2 separate regions of the Oryctolagus cuniculus genome follow, and region 1 is linked to region 2. A link is a contact called in public Micro-C data. All regions are on one chromosome and are shown on one strand. The core of a region is the stretch at or near the end of the contact, and the rest is flanking DNA. Distances in the headings are between cores, read along the strand shown. Region 1 overlaps SERTAD2 (SERTA domain containing 2). Region 2 overlaps SERTAD2 (SERTA domain containing 2).

Evidence for each region. Hi-C and Micro-C count contacts between places; a contact is called where the count stands out from the background.
Region 1: a Micro-C map of ear pinna shows a contact between it and region 2, with 2.6 times the contacts expected there. The contact joins two enhancer-like sites. A contact is called at or near these places in 3 of 6 Hi-C or Micro-C datasets (ear pinna, embryonic fibroblasts and psoas muscle).

What each region holds. Positions count from the first base shown.
Region 1 is chr2:138,107,141-138,110,989 of mOryCun1.1, forward strand. All of the region lies in intron 1 of SERTAD2 (SERTA domain containing 2), which reads left to right. Among named protein-coding and RNA genes, the nearest start is that of SERTAD2, 100 kb to the left of the region's middle. Within about 2 kb of position 1,626, at least 1 of the 8 cell types and tissues checked has an H3K27ac peak or open chromatin away from gene starts, as enhancers often do. A contact at or near this core is called in ear pinna, where this site is marked.
Region 2 is chr2:138,029,514-138,032,931 of mOryCun1.1, forward strand. The region is part of intron 1 of SERTAD2 (SERTA domain containing 2); the gene reads left to right. Among named protein-coding and RNA genes, the nearest start is that of SERTAD2, 25 kb to the left of the region's middle. Within about 2 kb of position 1,593, at least 6 of the 8 cell types and tissues checked have an H3K27ac peak or open chromatin away from gene starts, as enhancers often do. A contact at or near this core is called in ear pinna, where this site is marked.

The DNA.
Region 1 (3,849 bases), core at 376-2,875, 78 kb after region 2:
ACTTTATCTCACTTGTAGAATTTTTAAACTTAATGGCTACAGAAATGTCTTTACTGTCATGGCATATCCCATAGGAGATAGCTTAGTGGCAGGAGTAGGGGGAGGGAGCAGCTGTCTCTGATTACTGAAGTCCAAAGATCAGGTGTATGCTAAAGGCACCAAAGGGCAAGCTCCAGTTCAAGTGAAAATGGCCTCCCAAGCGGGTAACCGCAGCCCTCGTAGGTCTTTCCATTGATTAATACTAACGAGAAGAACATGAAAACCTACAACTGCTGTGACCACAGCATATGCACCAACGAAATACTTTCCACCTGTCATTAATAATTACTCCTGTAACAATGTGTCGGAACACACAAGCTACAACTCTGGTTTGGAAGTGTGTAGGTTTAATTTCGTTTTAATCTTTTCGAAGGAAGCAGCTACTAACCAAAGTTGGAGAGTCTTTTTTGCTTTTATTTATTTATTTATTTTTTTATTGTCTGAAGCAGCCAGGGCTGTTGGTGTTAGAGGCAAACACCTCCCCTGTGTGCAGATGCTGGGAAGTCCTTGTGAACAGAACTGTCCCCCCAAGCGCCCATCACTCATTGTGTACAGCAGTGTCTTTCTCCATTAGCACTGCCCGGCAGTTCATTCTTTGTATGAATCTGTGAATGGCATATGTCAGCCCAGTAAGACGACATTCCTATTCTGGGTGATAAATAGATGCCTTGTTTTGTTTTGTTTTGTTTCTCAAAGATCATGAGACAAACAAAAACATGCTGGGCTGTGTAGAAATGTTCTTTGACATACAAATCAAAATTTCAAAATGAAAACACTACAGTCTCGTAAGACATGTGGCTTCTGAGAGGACAGAACAGATCCCTTTGGTTTCCACGAGTGCCAGAAACAGTGCAAGCTCTCTGGGAAATTCTACTCTCCTTGGAGTCTGAGGGGCTGCAGAGCTGTCTCTTGTTGGAACCTGGTTGGAGATGCCTGCCAGGCTTAGTGAAGCAAGTGCCCCAATGTGATGGGTCTGTGGCGGAAACCCAGGATCACCTAAGGGGCGTCCTGCGCCTCCTGCAGCTTGCTGTGCGGAGTGGAGCCGGCCTCCTCGCTCGCTCTCGTCCCACTCCACGCTGACGCTGCCTGCCTGGTCAGAGCTGGCCCTGCCTCCGCCGAGTGAGAGTGGCCTGAGCTATGCGGATGCGTGGGGCGGGGGCTGAAGGGAGGGAGGACGCGACTGCTACAGCAGGTCTGACAAGTTTGGGGTGCCCAAAGGCAGCTTTGTTTCTCTGGAAACTCCAGTAGCAGCAAACTGAAGTTCTTCCAGCTCGTTCACTGTCTGTCACTTTGCAGGAGCCTGTAGTGTGCAGGGTGAGAGGAACCCGTTCTCAAGCTTTGTTTCCTTTAGAAGCCTTCATAGATGGTTAGCTGGAAAGGAGAAGCTACACCAAACACTTTTAGGCTTCCAAGGAGTGTCTCATAGAATAGCAAAAGGAGAGGGTTCTGGCTCTTTGGGACAGCACATGTGTCTGTATCTTATTGTTCATGTGGCCACACACGTACCCAGACGCAGTCTTGTTGACAGTGGGCTGTGCGTGAGCCCTCCGGAGCTGAAGTAGTATGTGCACTCAGTAATCAGAAGGCCCTTGCTGCATGAACCTTTGGCCTGTGCGCCAGCCTCCCTGTCCCACGGCTTATCATCCTGGGCCATGCCACAGCTCCCGGGGCTGGGAGCCAGCTTGCTGGAGCGCCCCGCCCTGGTGCAGAGGTGCCCGAGTTAAGCTCGGGGAATCTGAAAGTCCCAAGGCCATCTCTGCAACAGAACAGGCATAAAACTCCAGCCACGCTCAGGGGGCCTAAGCCAAGTTGTATCCCCAGAGCAGCTAACTTGTTTTAGAAGAGATGATTCCAGTTGCTTTCCTCTTTTGCAGAGTGAGGCCCTGGGGACACCTTTGGGTGCCAGGCTGTCACAGAAAGCCATCTTGGCAGAGCAATTTGGGCATGATGGACCTGTCCCCTTGTTGGGGGCCTGTTGGTGGTCTCTTCCCGAGGAGTTTTAAAATACAGAGTGCTTTTTAAAATAGAGAGCTGGGCAGGTTGGGGGTTTCCTATAAGGAGCCCGGAAGGTAACCAAAGATAAAGTGATTGAGAAGTACTTTCCTTAAAAACATTACTTACATTTACCAGGGACCTCGGATTATTTTGATTGTGTTTGACTGAATGACTTTGCTTAAAGTTCAGTGAGTCATCAGTATTAATACCCAGAAGTCCTTGGGAAGAAATACTTTTTATCTCAAAAGAGCCCCAAAGTAGTTATTTAAAAAGGAAGGTGGCCACCATGTTTACAAAGTATCATTTGCTGTCCTCAACTTTTGTATCCTCATTGCTTTTTTTCTACTGTGTGAATTATCCAAGTAGAAGATATAAAGTTTAAATTGTCTTTGTAAAACCTTATCGTTAGCCTGCGTCATCTTTATAGGCAACTAAAATAAACATTATGAGCATATGGGGTACTTACGCAGGACAGGTATTTCCATATTGGAATAGTCATTTCTTCCCTTCAATGTGTCTCTTAAGTACATGGCTATTATCCCATACAACGTTTGTGCTCATGCCATGTTTTAGAAATGTGATATTTTTCTCTTAAGGAATCTAGTTTTAAGCCATACACTATTTTGTTTTACTAAGTGAATGAAAAAATAACATCCAATTTTCCTCTTTAGACTACATGTAGAAGTTAAAAGATTAAATATATTCTGTACTTGGGAATATTTTAAGTGATCTTTCACAGCCAATAAAGCATACAAATTTGAATGTGTGATCAGTTTTTAATTTTTAGCTTTTAAGAAACACTTGAAGCACTTCCTGCTGTAGCATACGTAGTTTTTATTCCTTGGTTGTATTCAGTGGCAAGTAGTTGACTGAAACATAAAACCTAGGAGGCAACCTTTGGTTTTTAACTAAGGTGCAATTTAATTTTTCACAGAATTATTCTAAAAACTTACATTTTCCTGTTTTATGTAACTGAAGATGTTCTTTAGGGAGGGAAATTTGTTATACACTTTTGGCAAAACCTCTGGTTTCCAGCCTAGGCCTTTTTTATTTTTTCCTGACGTTGTTTGTTAAGGGTCTCTAGCGTGAGGGGAAAAACAAGGTATCTTTGGGGAAAAGATGCTACAGGAGGATTGAAAACAGAATCTCATCCAATTATAAATAGGGGAGAAAAAATATCTTCATTATGCCCAGGGATGGGGGGAGGGAGAGAGGCATATTTCATGAGGGCGGCACGCGATCTTTGGGGAGAGTCGCTCACGTCTGAGGATTCCTGCCCTTTAACGTGAGGGAAGCTTCACATTCAGGATTCTGAAGAGGGACTCTTGGCCCTGAACTATTAGGAAGTAGCATCACAATTTAAACCCTTATTATATATAAATATGTTCACAATTACCAATTTTCAAATGGAAACAGTGACAATTAATAGTTCATCTGTTGTGTTCCTTGCTATTGAACATACAACATCATATAATCTGAACTTGTAATTTGCATAGAGAGAATTCCAGCAAGTAGTTACACAGTAACTCCCTTCATTATCTCCCTAAGGTTAATTGCACTACATTTTACAATTAAATGGCTCCTCCCAGCGTCCTTTATGAAGGGTTTTCCCAAATAACTGCCCGCAGCGGTATCTGTTCCGAATGGAGGTAATTTACTATTATTAAGAAGCAGTGGGATTAGTGAAGGCTTCTCTGCTATAAAATTCTGGAGACCCATTGTGTGGTTCAGAGTCCACTTTAGAAACCGCACTGGAAATTCTGAGCTGCTGGCTTCTCCAAATCTTCTCCTCACATGGGTTTGTGTTTGTTGTGT
Region 2 (3,418 bases), core at 343-2,842:
AACAACCAGGGCTGGGCAATTACAAAACCAGGAGCCAGAAACTCAATCTGGGTCCCATGTGAATGGCAGGGACTCAAGTACTTGAACCATCACCTGCTGGCTCCCAGGGTACACATTAGCAGGAATTGGGATTGGAAACAAAGCCAGGACTTGAACCCAGTCACTCTGATACAGCTGCAGACGTCTCAAGCAGTGTCTTAACTGCTGTTCCAAATGTCCACCCCTCTTCAGTTTCTTGATGTGTTTAAGAATGGGGCCAATGAATGCTTGCTGGAACCGACCCTAGAAAAGTTGAAATGGTGCCATGTTTTTCATGCTACTGTTCTGTCTCACTATAAAATGAGGGAAGTGCTAATAACACATCCTATTTGTCTAGCACGTTTTACTCCCCAGCTCTCAAAGGAGTTGGCCCACGTTGGGTTGGATTCTCAGCCCATGTTTCTGTTTTCTAATCCACATAGTGTGATGTCGCATAAAACTTTGACTTGTTTGCTTTTTTATCATGTTCTCCTAAAAATTGGAAAATAGTATCTATTTTTATCATACCCATTTCTCAGATATGGAGAGTAAGGCACATCTAGGCTGTTTTTTGACCTGGGATTACACTATCCTAAGTCACAAAGCCTAAAGTGAAATTTAGGATTCTCCTTTGGTTTCATATTTACTGCGCCAGAGTTCCTTTCCTTTTCAGTCACACTTATGATAGGACCCAAGGAAACATGGTTCCAGGTACCAAAAATATTTCACGTCTCGTCTTCAGCGTCCCGGTGTTAGGATTTACACTAGAGTTATTGTCTGAAGTAAAGTTTCATTGCCAGTTATGAACACGATCTGCTCCATATTATTCCTAATTTGACATCTGTCCCAAAAGGTGATGGATGGTTGAAGAAAGATTACAATGAATGCAGTCCCTATCTTCTTTTTGCCTCTCCAAATTTGATTTAACAGGTTGCTTTCTGCCAGGAAATTTCATGAATGGGCAAATGTTAATAAGCCAGATTTTTTTTCCCCTTTATAGTAATAACGTAACAAAATACCTCCCCGAAGTGGATGCAGTTGGAGTATGTTAATACTTGAGTGAGTACTTCCTGACCTGGTAGAAAGAAGCAACTTGAACCACTCTGAAAATGAAATGGTTCCTATAAAACTCGGTTACTGCGGTATGACTGTGTTTTATGCTTTGAAGTATGCTGTCGGTAGTTCTTTTCTCAGTGGGTGTTTGTAGAACTTGATGAGGCTTCTGTTAAAAACTAGAATTGACTGTTCTGCTTTGAAAATGCTCTTTAAAAATCAAGCCGAGAGTGACAGCAGGTCCTTCTCCCTCCCCTCCCCCGCGCCCCCTTTTCAGAAGAACAAAAGTGAGAGTTGCGTGCGATCACCCCTGCTTAGTGTTCTCAGGGAAAACGCCCAGACCCCAAGTGCGTGCTGGCGCACACCCGCCAAGCAGCGCTGCGTGCTGGCGGCTGCGCTCGGGAACCCGGGAGCCCGGGAACCTGAGCGCGGACAGAGCCGCCGCGCGCCAAGGGCCCTGTCGGGCTCACTCGCGGCCGGCCCTGGGCTCCGAGGAAGTTGGCAGCCTTTCTCCTCGTGTAAACAGCAGGCTGACGTCACCCAGGCGGCCGTGACGGCCGACCCACTTCAGAGCTCCCCAGGCGGCAGCGGGGTGGAAGACCGGGCTTTGGTCGCCTTCTGGCACGCTTGAGTAAACGCGGCGCAGGGAAATCTGTTAGTGTCGAAGAGCTGGGGTAGCCCTTTAGCTCTGTTGAAAAGTACAGTCCTCCACCGGGAACCTTAAGTGTTATCCTAAGCACAGGCTCCCAGGATGAGCAAGAGAATGCGGGTTACTCCTGTTTGAGATATGCCTGGTCAGCTCAAACCCAGAGAATTACAAGTTCCGTAGTGGCGGAGTGACTGAAAGCCAGGCCTTCCAAACCCTGCCTGGTCTCTTTCACAGTATTAGATGACTTCCTTAGACTAGTCATTGTTCATTGTTCTATTCTGCTACTTCCTATCCCATCTAAAATGTGTAGGATGGTGATTTATGTGTGTTTTTTTTTTTTTTTTTTTTTCCAGTTAAGACAGCTATGCATTAAAATCAGATAGAGCCTGCTGCATTCAGGAACTCCTGCCTCTGGGAGAGCCCTTTGAAGAATCCAGCCTAAGTCTACACTCACTGGCCTAACTGGAAAGATTTATTAACCAGATGATCCTGTTGCTCATTTGGCCTCTGAAAACTGCATAAAATTGAGAGGATGAATGATCGTAATTCTTTTGTGTTGTTACTCAGAAGAGACAAAAGCAACATGCAAGGACTGTTCCATTAGGTAGAAATCAGGATTTTGTTGAGGGAGGAGAGAGTGGAAGAGCCACTGGTTAAAATATAACTTAGTGCCATATCAGTGTCTTTCTGTGTGCCGCTTTCTTGGTACCCCCTTCTAGTTTATTTGCAGGCATTTACAACAAATGGAAGAACAGTTAACTTTCATGATGCATAAAGGTGCATATGCAGTGGGAATTCTGAGGATTGTCCGTAGCTCTTAGGTTTCTATTTGCAAGTCTGTTAGGATTTTTTAAAAATAGTTTTTTGTTTCATTTAAAAGCAGACAGGGGTGGGGGCAGGGGGGAGATATCTTCCATCCTCTGGTTCATTGCCCAAATGCAAACCAACAACCAGGGCTGGGCCAAGCTTAAGCCAGGAGCCCAGAATTCTACCCAGGTCTCCTGTATGGGTGTCAGGGACCCAAGTACTAGAGCCATTGCCAGCTACCTTCAGGGTGTGCATTGACAGGAAGCTGGAATGGGGGGGGGGCAGGACTCAAAAGAGGCAGTCTAATATGAGATATGGGCATCCCAAGAGGTGGCTTAAGTGCTGTGCCAAACTCCTGAGTTAGTTTTTCAAGGTGACATTAAGAATCAGCAAGAGGGGTGCTTGGTTAACTTTGTGGACCTTAATTTCTCTGCTGTACACCGAAATTTGGAACCAGAACACCCAAATTTGGAGCCAGCTTACCTAATTTTGGGGTGGATATTTAGGAAATGCAAATATAATGTTGATTTTGGGGGTGAGCATTGTAGCTTCTTGGGATACCTACATCCCATATTGAGTTCTACCCCCTGCTGCCCATTCAGCTTCCTGCAAATGCACACCATGGGAGGCAGTAGGTGATGGTTCAAGTGTTTGGGTCCCTGCCATCCATGTGGAAGACCTGGGTGGAGTTCCTGACTCCTGGTTTCAGGCTGGTCCAACCCCAGATATTGAGGGCATTTGGAGAGTGAACCAGTGGTTGGAAGATCTTTTTTTTCTCTTTCTCTTTTTGTCACTTTGCCTTTCAAATAAATAAACTTTAAAAAAATAATGTTGATTTTAACCTACCTCTGGCAGAAAATGTGTTGAAATCATATACATTAAAAAAGCAAG